Linked DNA regions of Pan troglodytes: region 1 is linked to region 2. A link is a contact called in public Hi-C data. All regions are on one chromosome and are shown on one strand. Each heading gives the region's core, a stretch centred on a gene start, on an enhancer-like site or on the middle of the called end of the contact. The rest is flanking DNA. Distances are from core to core; before and after follow the strand shown.

Evidence for each region. Hi-C and Micro-C count contacts between places; a contact is called where the count stands out from the background.
Region 1: a contact with region 2 is called in a Hi-C map of stem cell-derived neural progenitor cells, with 2.3 times the contacts expected there. The contact joins two enhancer-like sites. A contact is called at or near these places in 1 of 7 Hi-C or Micro-C datasets (stem cell-derived neural progenitor cells) and 1 of 1 datasets of contacts at active chromatin or transcription factors (stem cell-derived excitatory neurons).

What each region holds. Positions count from the first base shown.
Region 1 is chr9:51,116,266-51,119,113 of NHGRI_mPanTro3-v2.0_pri, forward strand. All of the region lies in intron 3 of CSTPP1 (centriolar satellite-associated tubulin polyglutamylase complex regulator 1), which reads left to right. Among named protein-coding and RNA genes, the nearest start is that of ARFGAP2, 72 kb to the right of the region's middle. Within about 2 kb of position 1,361, at least 9 of the 24 cell types and tissues checked have an H3K27ac peak or open chromatin away from gene starts, as enhancers often do. A contact at or near this core is called in stem cell-derived neural progenitor cells, where this site is marked.
Region 2 is chr9:50,927,924-50,930,772 of NHGRI_mPanTro3-v2.0_pri, forward strand. The region is part of intron 1 of LRP4 (LDL receptor related protein 4); the gene reads right to left. Among named protein-coding and RNA genes, the nearest start is that of LRP4, 5.8 kb to the right of the region's middle. Within about 2 kb of position 1,413, at least 15 of the 24 cell types and tissues checked have an H3K27ac peak or open chromatin away from gene starts, as enhancers often do. A contact at or near this core is called in stem cell-derived neural progenitor cells, where this site is marked.

The sequences.
Region 1 (2,848 bases), core at 111-2,610, 190 kb after region 2:
CCCAAAGGCAGGAAGGGAATAATTGACTAAATAGTAATGTAAAGTGTACAGCATCGGCAGGGTGTGGTGGCTTATGCCTATAATCCCAGCACTTTGGGAGGCCAAGGTGGGAGGATCGCTTGAGCCCTGGAGTTCAAGACCAGCCTGGGCAACATAGTGAGACCTCATCTCTACAAAAAATACGAAAAAATTATCCTGGTGTGGTGGCACACACCTGTAGTTCCAGCTACTCTGGAGGCTGAGGTGGGAGGATTGCTTGAGCCTGGGAGGTGGGGGTTGCAGTGAGCTGAGATCATGCCACTGCACTCTGGCCTGGGCAACAAAGCAAGACCCTGTCTCAAAAAAAAAAAAAAGTACAGAATCAAAGTCAAGAAAATTGATGGGAATTGACACTGAAGTACTTAAGAAATTTTAAGTTTGCTCTTGCTGCTGGTATTAATAAACTTTCATATATCCAACATATTCTTCCTTCCACCTTTCTCATATGTCTTATTAGTTCTTTCAAACACTCAGAATGGATGGAATGACCCAAAATTGACTTGCTACATACTGGGGAATTTGGAAGAGACCTGTGTTTTGCTTAGCAGCCCTGAAACAATAGAATGGCCTTTTTTTTTTTTTTTTTTTTTGAGACAGGGTCTCACTCTTGCCCAGGCTGGAGTGAAGTGGTGCTATCTCAGCTCACTGTAACCTCTGCCTCCTGAGTTCATGCGATTCTTGTGCTTCAGCCTCCTGAGTAGCTGGGACCACAGGTATGTGTTACCACGCCCTGCTAATTTTTTTTTTTAATTAATGGGGTCTCACTATGTTGCCCAGGATCTCAAACTGCTGAGCTCAAGTGATCCTCCCTCCTTGGCCTCCCAAAGTGCTGGGATTACAGGCATGAGCGACTGTGCCTGATAATGGCCATATTTAAAGATATATTTTTTCCTCAGTCTCTGACTCTTCTTTGCTTAATCATCCTATTCTTTAATATACAAACCTGTAACTTTGAGGAAAGAGAATCAGAGATTATTTCTCCCTACTTACCCATTTCATGGTGCGACAATGAGCACTCTTCTCCAAGCCAAGCATTTGATAAGCATTCATTGCTATGGGTATTTTACTGCCTTAAAGAAATCCACCCCAATTCCCTGCCGATTGATTTCTTAAGATCACAGAAGAAAGTGGAATGAATCCTAGAGAGGCCTTCAAGCTCCCTGACACCCATGGGGCCCACTCATCTCCACCCCCAATACTCCAATTCCAAAATCTAACACATTGTCCTTTTCTTAGTTCCTCAGTTCCCCGCCCTTCAGCTTCTCTTTGTTAGCCACTGGGTGGGTGTAACCAAACCTCAGTCACACTGTGGCCCCAGCAGCTGGGCTTCTCTCTCCCCCATTACATTGCAGACATTCTTTTCACATCATTTTGTCCTCTCTGCTGCATTCCCTACATTTGGCTTCATTCCCTCTGTGCAAACTTCTGTTTCAAGGGACAGCAGTTTGCCAAGGAGATGCTGGCAGAGAGGGTCCAGTTCTCTCCTTTCTATCTGAAGAGCCCAGTGTCATTCATTAGCATATGAGAAGAATGGTTGTAAATAAACATCAAATGAGGTTAACGAGCTGCAGCTCATCAATATTAATGAAGTCCACCTCACAGCCTTGGTATGAGGTACCAATGGCTCTAATCACAAGAAGCAGTTTCATAAGGCCCCAGTTACAGGGCAGGAAGGGTTAGATCCAGTGTGTTGAAATGTTTGTCATTTTATGACCCCAGGAATGCTGCAGGGTAAGGCAGTCTGATACCAGATCTGTGCTTGCAAACCCCTCTTGTGTTCAGATTACATCTGTTTGTCTCAACAGGTGGAAGCCTAGGAAAAGGCTATATCTGCTAAGCCAGAATCTGGGGTGGGAATTCTCCAGGTCAACCTGCAGTTCCCAAATCAAAATGAAGTTCCAGAGTACCAGGGTTTGATCTCTCATTGCCCTTCCATCAGTTACCCCAGATAACCCAAACACTTGTTTCCAGTGTAGTGAAGGATGGTTTGAGGATCTAAGCCCAGCTTGGTAAGGAATGAAGAAACTCCCATTTCATGTAGCTCATGTGCCTGCCAGCCACCAGTTAAGGCCCTGTGCCTATTATTTAGAGGATTCAAAGAGTAACAAGGGCCAGGCATGGTGGCTCATGCCTGTAATCCCTACATTTTGGGAAGCAGATGTGAGGGGATCACTTAAAGTGAGGGGTTCCAGACTAGCCTGGGCAATATAGGGAGACCTCTCTCAAAAACAATAAATAAATAAAAATTTTAAAAGTAGTTGGGCGTGGTAGCCTGTGTTCCCAGCTACTCAGGAGGCTGAGGTGGGAGGATCACGTGAGCCTAGGAGTTTGAGGCCACGGTGAGCCATGATCATACAACTGTACTCCAGCATGGGCAACAGACAGAGACTCTGTCTCTGAAAAAAAAATTTTTTTTTTAATTAAAAGAAACAGTAAGTACAGCTATCATTTATTGAACACTTACTATGTCCTAGGCATGGTACTAAACATTTTTGTTATATAATCCTCACAATAATCCCATGAAGGTATTCCCATTTTACAGATGAGGAAGTTGAAACTCACTGATTTGATGTCATGGGTCTAAGATCACACATCAACAAGTGGCAGAAGAGGAGCTCAGATTTCGATCTGTCTAACTGCAGAGCCCATGCTCTTACTTCCTACCCTCTGTGGTATCATCTCAGAGCCAAGCACATAAAATGCAAGCTTTTGTGCTGCTCCTTTTCGTCAAAGATGTGTGTCCTCCAGTTTCAAGGGACTAAACACAAAGTAGTTCCCTGGAAGTAGAATCAGAAGGCTTTAGAATTAA
Region 2 (2,849 bases), core at 163-2,662:
TCCAACAGGGCTCAAACATGGCTGTGCTCTGTGAAGGGCTGCTCAAAATATTGCTTTCCCTTCCCCCTACATCTCAAATCAGAAGGTCCACACAGTAACAAACCACATTTGTTTATGGCTGTTCAGGGAGCAACAAACCACATTTTTCTGGAAACCTTTTAAAGTCTCTCTCTTCTCCTGAGCCCATGAGTTCGAGGCTACAGTGAGCTATGATCATGCCACTGCACTCCAGCCTTGGCAATAGAGTGAGACCCTGTCTCAAAAAAAAAAAAAAAAAAAAAAGTAAATAAAAATAAAGTCTCTCTCCCTCAAGAAGCACCTGAGAAGTAATTCCTTAGGCATTCAGACTCCCTGAGAAGGAGATGTCTGAAAACAGAGGAGAGGTCAATCCAAGATGAAATATAGACCTTCCCAACCTAGATCTTCTGGGATAGCCTGGAATCCTGGCTCAGTTACTCACTACTTGTATGACAGGAAACTGCTCTGAGCCTGTTTCCCATCTGTAAGATGGGAATCTTTTTTTTTTTTTTTTTTTTGAGACGGAGTCTCGCTCTGTCGCTCAGCCTGGAGTGCAGTGGCACAATCTTGGCTCGCTGCAACCTCTGCCTCCCAGGTTCAAGCGATTCTCCCACCTCAGCCTCAGCCTCAGCCTCCTGAGTAGCTGAGACTATAGGGATGTGCCACCACGTCAGCTAATTTTTGTATTTTTAGTAGACATGGGGTTTCACCATGTTGGCCAGGTTGGTCTCGAACTCCTGACGTCAAGTGATCCACCCACCCCAGCCTCCCAAAGTGCTGGGATTACAGGCGTTAGCCATCGCACCTGGCCAATGTAAGACGGGAATCTAATGTTACCTACCTCATAAGGATATTGTGAGGAATAAATATGATATATACTAAATGCTTATCACAGTACCAGGGACACAGCAAAGCTCTCAAAAATGCTAACTGCTCCAGAAATATATTTGGATTTTTTAAACCACATATCCCAGTTTGTAAATCCACATATCCCACAATTTGCAAAAATTGTCTTTGGAGGAGATCATTCCTAGAAGAGCAGAAATTCTCATTTGGGGAAGATACATTGTAGAGTTGTCGGCTTTTATTGGCTCTGGGAGCCTGTAGTTGAAACTTATTGTTTAAACTGCCCGTGGAAGGAGGGTGGAAAACCTGGGGCTCCCCTTTCCTATTTGCTAGGCTTGTGGATGCCATAACCTGGCCTCTCCACTTGGTTAGAAGGAGGCTACAGTCAACTCAACAGAGAAGCTGTCTCTTGTCCTCATCCATGCCAGCGCGTGGTTGCAGGCCGCTACCCCTCCCCATCTCCCCCAAGGCGTGACAGGAAGTGGAGCTGCCGAGCTTGGAGAGATCCCTGGAGGCACTTACAACCTTGCAGCTTCTTTATTTCACATGCTAATCAGGTGTCTCTCCTGATACCCTTCTCTGTACCTGCTCTGCCCTACACCCAGACAGAGGGAGGGTCCCTCTCCCGCAAAAAGGCACTGCCTGGAGCCAGGAGCTTCCCGGCTCCAGAAAACCTCCGGTGATAAATTATGCAGCAGCACCTCTGTGTCACTGCCTCTCAGCTAGATGGGAGGTTTGCTCCCAGTCTTTTGTTTCCGGCTCTGCTTGCCGCTCTGATCCTCAGCTGTGCATAGAGGTGAGGGGGAGCTCCCATAGGCCAAGTCAGGGCTTGCAGCAAGTCCCAGCCAGGCTTTCCCCAGTTGGGTCCCAGGCAGCGCCCCTCCCCTCATTCGAACCTGAATGATGGGGGAGTCCTATTCCGCATGGGGAAACAGGGTGTCAGGGAGCGCTAACAGCCAGTCCGCTCATCTGTGAGCAAGGATGGGAATGCCTACGAGCAGTGAAAGAATGAAGTCTGCTTGGATGGGCGTAAGAGGCGCCCAAGGGCACCTAGGATGTTTGCTTCTTGCTAAATCAAAAACGCACAACAGAAAATGGAGGCAGACAACCGCCAGGAAGCTAGAGAATTGGCTCTTTTTAACAGCTGCTCTTGGTTACGGTCAACTTTCCGCAGCTCCCAAAAATCACATCACTGGCACCAACTTAAAAAGAAGAAACAAAAGAGACAACAGGGGTCAAACTTTGAGGTGGAGGAACTAGGGGTTGGGGGCTATTCGGGGATGGAGACCCACATCAATTAGGCCTGCACGCTGACAGGCTTCCTGATTGAAAATGGTAGCTGCGAAGGCTCCACAACAGCCCAGCTCCCAAATTGGGGCAATTACTACCTTATGAGCTCTGGAGCCTGACTCCTTTCTCAGGCCAATGGGAGGGAGGGCTTGGAATTCTAAACTGTTCCAGCTACAAGAGTCCCTGGCCAGCCCCTCTCACCCCATGTCACAGGAATCTTAGCAGGAGAAGTTGCTAGGCTGCATCCCTGACCACTTAAGAAGGGAAACTCTCAGAGGAAAAGCTCCATTTCCCCAGACCTCTCTCAAGAGAACTAAGGCGACATGAGTTCCCCTAGACTGATGTTATAGCTTAGCAGACTTCTAGGAGTGGGCACAAGTGGGAACTATGCTTCGGTTCTATCACGTTTTCAAGGGGAGAAAGAAGGGGCAGATCTTTAAAAGAGACAAGCAAAAGACCAGCTGCAATGAATGAAGGACCAAGTCTCAATTTTAGCACGGAACACGGTAGCATAATTATTTACCTGGCTCCCATGTTCTAAAGCCAAGAATCATCTCGGATCCACTTACGTGACTTTGCTTACAGCTAACTTTTATCAAGCTCTACAGTAACACAGTAGTTGCCAAGCTCTGTGCTGCATAGTTTGAACATGCTATTATCTCAGGTAAGTTTTATGATATTCCTATGTGATAATC